Linked DNA regions of Mus musculus: region 1 is linked to region 2. The links are chromatin contacts, called in public HiChIP or PLAC-seq maps. All regions are on one chromosome and are shown on one strand. Each heading gives the region's core, a stretch centred on a gene start, on an enhancer-like site or on the middle of the called end of the contact. The rest is flanking DNA. Distances are from core to core; before and after follow the strand shown. Region 1 overlaps Myo18a (myosin XVIIIA). Region 2 overlaps Blmh (bleomycin hydrolase).

What was found. HiChIP or PLAC-seq counts read pairs in DNA pulled down with a chosen protein or histone mark.
Region 1: a contact with region 2 is called in an H3K27ac HiChIP or PLAC-seq map of T-cell acute lymphoblastic leukemia, with 2.8 times the contacts expected there. The contact joins two enhancer-like sites.

The regions. Positions count from the first base shown.
Region 1 is chr11:77,791,643-77,795,927 of GRCm38.p6, reverse strand. All of the region lies in intron 1 of Myo18a (myosin XVIIIA), which reads right to left. Among named protein-coding and RNA genes, the nearest start is that of Gm10277, 5.2 kb to the right of the region's middle. Within about 2 kb of position 2,482, at least 277 of the 459 cell types and tissues checked have an H3K27ac peak or open chromatin away from gene starts, as enhancers often do. A contact at or near this core is called in T-cell acute lymphoblastic leukemia, where this site is marked.
Region 2 is chr11:76,965,673-76,969,805 of GRCm38.p6, reverse strand. Blmh (bleomycin hydrolase) reads right to left here. Exons shown (of 12, transcript NM_178645.4): 7 at 3,836-3,991; 8 at 2,916-3,074; 9 at 2,745-2,812; 10 at 1,086-1,203. Among named protein-coding and RNA genes, the nearest start is that of Blmh, 22 kb to the right of the region's middle. Within about 2 kb of position 2,800, at least 7 of the 459 cell types and tissues checked have an H3K27ac peak or open chromatin away from gene starts, as enhancers often do. A contact at or near this core is called in T-cell acute lymphoblastic leukemia, where this site is marked.

The DNA.
Region 1 (4,285 bases), core at 1,233-3,732, 830 kb before region 2:
CATCACTCTGTAAGTAACCCCTAATAAATTCAGTTTTACTCATCAAAATTAATTTGGAAGGTTGTTGCTCAGTGGTAGAGTGCTTGCCTAGTGTGCTTGAAGCCCTGTGTTTAAGATCCAGCACAGCATTAGACACACATACATATACACAAACTTGAATAAGTCACTCTTCTGGTTATTGGTGCTGGGGGCATACTTAATTTTATATCTTCCTGAAAGACTTACTCAAAGCTATCCTACTCTCTAACACCAAGCACACAGTAGGTATTCAGCAAGCCACTGGATTTACCCAACTCATCTAGAAGGTACAGTAATAAGCTGGATGGAATGGGAAAGAGGATATCCACAGGGGGCCAAAACTTTAGTGCTCTGCATTGCTGTGCTGTTCAATCGATGAGGTGAGAGGTCCTTGGCCCTGTAGAGAGCTGAGTAGAGCCATGGGAAGCCAGATGGGAAGTTGGAGGAGGCGGGGGAAGCTGGCCCTGCAGCTAGTAGTGCTACATGTGTAACATCCCACGGGGAATGCTATGGGGAAACACAGTCTGGTTCTTTTCCATCTCTGGAGAACTGTCCTTTGAGCAGGCATGGGTAGAATGTTTGTTATGGTAACCTATCACTCGCCCACTCCTGGACTCTGCTTAGAGACGAGGCACATACAAGGATGGGTGAGTGGCAGTGACTTAGCTTCTGACTTCCCCTCCCCAAAAAACATGACCAGCAGAGGAAAGAACAAATACACCCCAACAGTCATAACTGAAGTACGAGTGCGCTCCTCCAGCACGGGCACAAGGAAGCTCTGGGAAGGCTCAGAGGGTGAGAACTTCTCTTGGTGAGGGGTCAGCCACACAGGGTGCAGTTTGGAGCCAGGCCATGAAAGAGAGGGGGGTTTATTTATTTATTTTTTATTCATCCATAAAAAGAGAGGGGCTTTATTTGTTTTTCGTCTATTTATCTGGGGGACAGGGTCTCACTATAATAGTACTCCAGGCTGGCCTCCAACTCACAGTGACCTTACTCAGACACACAAGTGCTGTTATTTTTTTTTTAAAGATTTATTTATTGATTATATGTAAGTACACTGTAGCTGTCTTCAGACACTCCAGAAGAGGGAGTCAGATCTCATTATGGATGGCTGTGAGCCACCATGTGGTTGCTGGGATTTGAACTCTGGACCTTCGGAAGAGCAGTCGGGTGCTCTTACCCACTGAGCCATCTCACCAGCCCACAAGTGCTGTTATTACACATAGTAGGTTTATCAGAAAATACATAGGGTGGAAACACTAAAACTGAGGTTCTCCTTAAAACTTTAAGGAGAGCATGTTCCCCTGCTCCAGCTGTCCCTCGTTCCTCCTGAAGATCTTGTAAATAAATATATATGTATATACATATATATGTGCATACACCACACACACACACACACACACACACACACACACACACACACACACACGTTTAGTTGGGCATGTTGGCCCACGACTTTAGTTCCTGCACTCAGGAGGCAGAGGCAGGTTCCAGGCCGGTCTGGTCTACAGAGTGAGTTCCAGACCAGGCAGAGATACACAGTGAGTCCCTGTCTTTAAACAAATAAATAGCATTTGTGTGTGTGTGTGTGTGTGTGCTCAGTCCATCAGGCTGAGATGGCTCAGTGGGTAAAGGTACTTGCCACCACGTTGGACAATCTGAGTTTGATCCCAGAATCCACAAGACGGAGAGAAGCGAATCCACAAACTCTCATTCATGTGTGCTGTAGCATGTTCATGCTTAACACACACATACAAATAACAGTAAGTAAATGTGAAAGAGTCTATAGGGTTGCAACACGGCTCAGCAGTTAGGAACGCTGACTGCTCCTCCAGAGGACCCAGGTTCAATTCTCAGCATCCACATGGTAGTTCACAACCATCTTTAACTCCAGTTCCATGGGATCTGGTGCCCTCACACAGACATACATGCAAGTAAAATACCAATGCACATAAAATAAAAATAGTTACAAAAAGAATCTACTGACACTCTTTTCATAAATGAGTACCAACGACATGTTTGTATTACTAATTTACAGTACCTAATAAAACAAATGGAACTTGTTGTTTAGGGAAGTTTAGGGAGCCCTGTTTCAAGCACTCAGCCCTAAGGACTTGGGAGAGACCACAGAACTTCTGCTTCCTGGGTAGGGGAGCGCCAGCCACCAATCGTGACAGGTGCACCCCATCAGAGGACGGCTGAGGTTCCTCAACAGCAGCTTTAAACACAGCATTTACAGAAAACGCTTTAGCAGGGGTGTCTCCATATTTTAATGACACTAAGTGATCAAGAGATACTGAAAGGGAAGCAGCCAAACTCCTTAAAGAAGCCGAGAGATGACCTCAAGAGGGTGAGGGCTGGTAAGTGGAAACCTGTACTGTCCGAAAAGTCCACACACGGGCAGCCGTAGTGGCCAAATCGGCCTCAGACCTGACTATCACTGCACTTCCTGTTCCGCCTAGCCGCCAGCGCATGGGTGGAGCCAGGTTCAGCGCATGCGCTAGGAACTCAAGAGCCACTCCGCCCTGCAGTGTCCCCAGATTTTCCGGCAGAGGGCAGCCTTCCCCTTCTCATGGACCTGCTGGCACAGCCAAGGCTGCAGATTTCACCTCTGGTGGACCCGCCCCCAGAAAGCGTCCTGGGGAGCTGAGGCTTCAGGGGGGCTGCAGCAGCAAGATGGCCTCTCACTTTACCCAGGAGAGAGATGGCAATGGAGGTGCAAAAATGCGCTGGGCGCCTATATTTTTTTTCATTACTAACTTATCCTTTGTACCTGAAATAGCACCAACACGTAGATGTTTACTAAGTGTTTACTGATGGAAAAGTGAATGAATGAATACCTGAGTTTATAGTTCAAAGATTTAAGCCACGTCTTGAGTTTTATAGTGGCGAGCGGCCTCAGACAAGCAGTAAGTGGAGTCAGTGGGCATAGGGAGGGCAGTCACAGATCTCTGTCCCAAAGACTCAAGGATCGGCCACTCCGGCCCTCCATTCCACCAGACTGCAGTTTTACACATCCAAAGGTTTGCTCAGAACCCTGTGTACGAGCGCACCATTTTTTTCTGCTCTACAAGAACAGGTGTCTACCCCCAAAAACTAAACCGTCAGATCCTGGATACATAGAAAGACTACCTGATTGGTGGCTCCGGGGGTACCGTTTCTCTTTGGGGATTCTCAGTCCCTGGGGATTTCCTCTGGCTCTGGGGATTTCCAAACTGCCTCTGCCTTTCCAATTTTCCACAAGGCCCAAAGCCCAGGACCTGTCTTGACGGTTTCACCAGGCTCTGCCTCAAATCTCAGGGAGACTTGGGTCTGAGTCTACTAATTACACCGCATTCACTATATTCACATCCCATCCTGTCTGGCTGACATTCGAGAACAAGCACAATGAAGCACTGTGTTCTTTTCATATAAACGACCGCTTTTCTCTATTTCCACAGAAGAATAAAGGAAAACCAGCTTAAGGGCTGGCCACACTGATTTAATAAAGCCCAAGGAAGGTCTTCCAGGGTGTGAAAGCTGGCATCCTCATTCTTAAAGGCAGAGAGGCTCCTTCAGGCACTCTCAGGTTCCCCTAAACAGAGGCGGGGGGTAGGGGGGCACACAGATCCTGTATTTGAAGATCTGTGTGCTCACTTCTTGAGGACCTTCCTGGGCCTGTTTCTAGAACCCTTTGAAGTAACAACAAAGCCAGCCCAGTCCCCACAGAAGCAGGAAGAGGTTTCTGCTTTGCCTACCTGGTCTCCGCCCCCACCCCCACGTGCAGAGCCCGCCAAACCCACTGGGCTTGTGAGCACCTGTGTGTTACCAAGCTGGGCAAGAGTCGCATTTGGCAAGGCGGGGAAATACTGCCATAGTGTGGTGGCACATTGCCAGGGACCTCTTGTCTCTAGGGCATCAGGATTCCAGAGTTGGTGAAGTGGGGAAATTGCCAGAGAACAAACCTTCCTTCCTGACAGGAAGGAGAAATGCCACCAGGCTCAGCCTGGGGAGGCGGGTGGGGGGAGCTCTCTGCAGAAGGAGATAAGAAGTAAGAACTGCTTCCCCGCCCCCACCCCACACTTCTAGGAGCCATCTGGAGCTGTAGTGTTCCACACAGTAGCCACTGGCCACGAAAGCAATTTAAATTTAAGTTACATTAAAAATACCAGGGATATTTTGTATTAAATTAAAATCAAGTAAAATGTAAAGTTCTGCTTCTCTGTTGCACAAGCCAGGTTCCAAGTGTTCAGAGGCCACGTGACCACAGGACATTTCTATTTTG
Region 2 (4,133 bases), core at 1,551-4,050:
TTAACCCTGTAAGATAAGGTTTTGGTTTTGAACTCTTTTGCTTTGAGGCAGACTCTTGAGTGACTGCCACTCAGTCTTCCTGTCTTGGGCTCTCCGGGCTGGGGCTGCAAGGAGTGCACATGATAGCCAGCTAACATTAGATGGGACTGAGGGAGCACAGGCTCTGGAGCTCTGTGAGGAGAGAGGAGCATCTTCCCACAAAGCAGAAGGGATAGGAGGAAGGCATACAAGGAAACCCCAGCCCACTCCCAGCTTTGCCTAGAAAGCACACAAAACAATTCAAAGGAATACTTCAGAAATATCAGGACTTTAGGAGGATCGTTAAGAAAGTCTGGCATAACAATATGCAAGATATTTCTAAATGCTTTAATGATCAAAAAATCTAGTGAGCAGCATAGAAAAAAACAACAACAAAATATTTCCTAAAATATTTTAGGTAAAGTACTTAGCCGCAGTGCCTTTCTGGTGCTGGTGCTGGAGAGAGGACACGTCTGCTTCTGAGGGTAAAGAACTAACGTAGGTCAAGTCCTCTCTCTCTCCTGTGCCCCCTGACAGTTTTACAGCCTGGAACGGGTGCCTGGCTATGAAAGGGTCCAAGATACAGCAGAGCCATCAATCACAAAGGACTTAAAAACTGGCATCCCAGTGTGTACAAATCCAGTGATGGGCATGGAGGTCACAGGTTACTGTGCATGACAGTAACTGGTGAATGTGAACGACCAACAACGCAAAGGTGATTGTGAGCAAGGCCATCGAGATGCAGACACTCTAAGAACCCATCTCAACTTCTTAGAAGACATCTTTTCCTAGCATCCTTCACTAACCTTCCAAATTACAAAAAAGAAGTTATCTCTTTGCTCCTTGCTGACCTAAATTCTTGTCCTCATAGGACATTATTGTTTTTATTACCACTGAGCAAGTAACTAAACACCAAGTGATACAGGAACATCTTAACATCTTACTTGGAAGCTAGTTCAACAGGAATCAAACATAGTAACTGTGGCTCTGCTGGACAGACAGTCTACAGGAGTGTGTGGACCCACCTGCCCACTAATGAACCTATCATGACACGCTGGGGAGCTTACCTTCTCTGAGACAGCAGTGAAGGTCATGGCGTGGGTCATGAGTGACTCACCAAAAGCCAACCTCTCAGCTTTATTCATGTTCTTCAAGGAGACACCGAACACTAACTCATGGTCATAGCTGTAAAAGAGGGACAGAGTGAATGAGAAAGCTTGGTCTGGCTATGTGAGGACACTGAGGTAACTGGAGCCTGACAGCCCCAAAAGAGTGGCTCTGCACAAACGTACACTTCACTACACTGTGCAGGGCAATACAAGAGCATTAAATATAAACCTTCGAAAGTAAATATTGACAAGTCTGATTTGTACTGTTATTCTGGCAAGAAAATGTTCTTTTTTTCTTTTGTTTTTTGTTTGAGACAGGGTCCCTCTACATAGCTCTAAGTGTCCTGGAATGCACCATATAGACCAGGCTGCCCTCTCATTTAAGCAATTCACTTGTCTCCTGAGTGCTGGGATTAAAGGAGTATATCACTGCAATGGGCAAGAAAATTATCTTTTAAAAAATGAAAATGCTTTTGAAGTAACTTCTTATAATGGTCTTTTTCAAGTTTATAGACCCAGTTTCTGAGTCAAACTACTGACTGTGGTATGTATGTGTATATGTATGTGTATGTATGTGTGTATGTATATATATATATATATATATATATATATATATACACACATATATATATATGTATATGTGTGTGTGTGTGTGTGTGTGTGTATTCATTCATTCAGAGGCAGTGTGTTATACAGCCCAGGCTGGCATTGAACTTACTATATAGCCATTGACTTGAAATCTTGATCATCCTGCCTTCACTCTCCATTTCAAATATAAAACTGAAAAGTTTCACCATTAGTTTTTTTTCTTTTTGTTAAATATTAAGACATTACTGAACTTTCCTACTAGTCAGAATTATTTATGGGTAAATCAAAAATGATGTATTTATTTTATGATTTTTGTAAAGACTGCATATGTGTGTCTATGTGAGCATATGCCCCAACATGTCTGCAGGTACCCACGGAGGTCAGAGAGAAGATCAGAGCCCGTGGAGCTGGAGTTACAGGTGGCTTCGAGCTAGCTGCCATTAGCTGGGAACTGAACTCAGGCCCTTCCTCTACAAGAGCAGCAAGTGCTCCTAACCATGCTCAGCCATCTCTCCTAAAATGATGTCTTTTAAAATCAAGGAATCTTGTCTGATTCAGCTTGGAAATGAAGCTTTGATGTCATCAAAGATGAAGGAGAATGAGTTAAGGTAAGTATATAAATTAGCCCAACTTGTCCTAAAGAGAATATACACAAGGCATCAAAGGAAGAGAAGCATTTAAAGATGATCAGTAAAAAGAGCTCTGCAAAGTCTCGCATTGCACCCCAAGTGTGATGAGCAGCGTCCCAGGTCACCTACTGTGTGTTCAGAGTCTTTCTCTGCTTAGAAACTTAGCATCTTAGGAACCCCAGTGACTTCTGCTCTAGTGTGATCTTGGTTTCCAGGGTTAAAGAAGTTACACATGTACAGTCTCTGGAAGGAGCAGAAAACTTCACGGATGCAGAGAAAGACCCACCCTCAGGCCAACCTCAATGTCTGGATGAACCTGAGCAGAGGCACTCCGACCATGAGTGCACTCCAACAGCAACAACCCACAAAGAGCTTCCTACTTTGAACTCTGTGCACTCACACATTCATGTCACTGAGGCCCAGCTTGCCATTGAAGTGTTTTCCAACATCACAGCCAAACCACACAGCCTAGAAATAGAAGAAAGTCAACATAAACCAGAGTAGTGAAAAGGAAAGCAGCAGCTGTTTTAACCCCCATGTGGGGGACACAGAAACATAAGGCAGTACTAACCTCTCCATCTTTGATGGAGGCAGCAACCATCTTTTTCAAGAAGTCAATGGGCTGGTTGTTATACAGCGTTTTTCTCCCTCCAACCATATTGCTCAAGTAGTCTACTGTGTACAATTTATTGTACTTGTGCTGGGGCCGTGGGTCATTCACAAAACAAATCTTTTGAGATCAAGAACATGTATATTAGAGCACAAGACCAAAGACGTCAAGTAAAACACAACTCTCTCTACTAGATTGCTATGGCTACAAACTCCTCTTTAACTACAAGAACAAACACTAAAGCCACAAGGTAAATGTAACAAATAATCAAAAGCTGGCGGTGTAAGAAGGGCACTGCACATTGTAATTAGCACAAAGAACACCCTTGAGAGCTTTCTCTACCTGTCTTCCCTAAGGTAAAAACTGCCCCTCTGCATATAATCTGTCATACTGCATATACTCATAAGGCACCACTCATGAAACACTGCTATAGGCCCTTCCTCAAAGAGTAAGAGAGGCTCAATATGAAGCAATGCAGTTTTCTTGGAAGAGGGTCAAAAGCCCACCAAGGGAGAAGACCCTGGTCATCCTCTAGGCAGATGTAGAAGGAAGGAAGAGCAGACAGTGGACGCCCTCCTTTAACAAGTTTCCCGAAAGGCCAGGAGATGAGGGTGCTCTGAGCCTATACGAAAAATCCAATATCCCACCATTTCTCTTTGTACCTGAGATTGATCTGAACCTTACATTTCAAGGAGAAAGGTTGGGGATTTGGCCTACAGTCAGAAATTCTGATGAGAAACACTGGAGAAAGGTGCCTACTTCTGTCAGATGCATGCAAACTTCAGGAACCATGCACATTAACCTGGGAATCTTACACCCTCTGTGGAAACAACAGATACTTGAAAGTAAATAGCCAGCAGCTGCTGGCACCAGTCTCTAACCTTATCTTCCATATTGAAGAGCGGCTTCACGTGCTCCTTGTAAAACTGCAAGGGTGTTATGGGGCCAATCTTGTGGTAATTTTTATCTTTGTCTCGGTACTCCCAGGTGAAGGTCTCTGGTGGGTTGCCCAAACAGATGCACACCACTCTGAATATCTGAAAGAGAAGGCATGAGTAAGGGTTTCATTTCCCATAAGCTTGAAAAACAGTTAGACAGCTATGTTTCAAACCCAGAAACTGCAAAAGAAGTCTATAACTGTACCAAGATATGGGAGTTGTCACATTCAACATCTCAGTT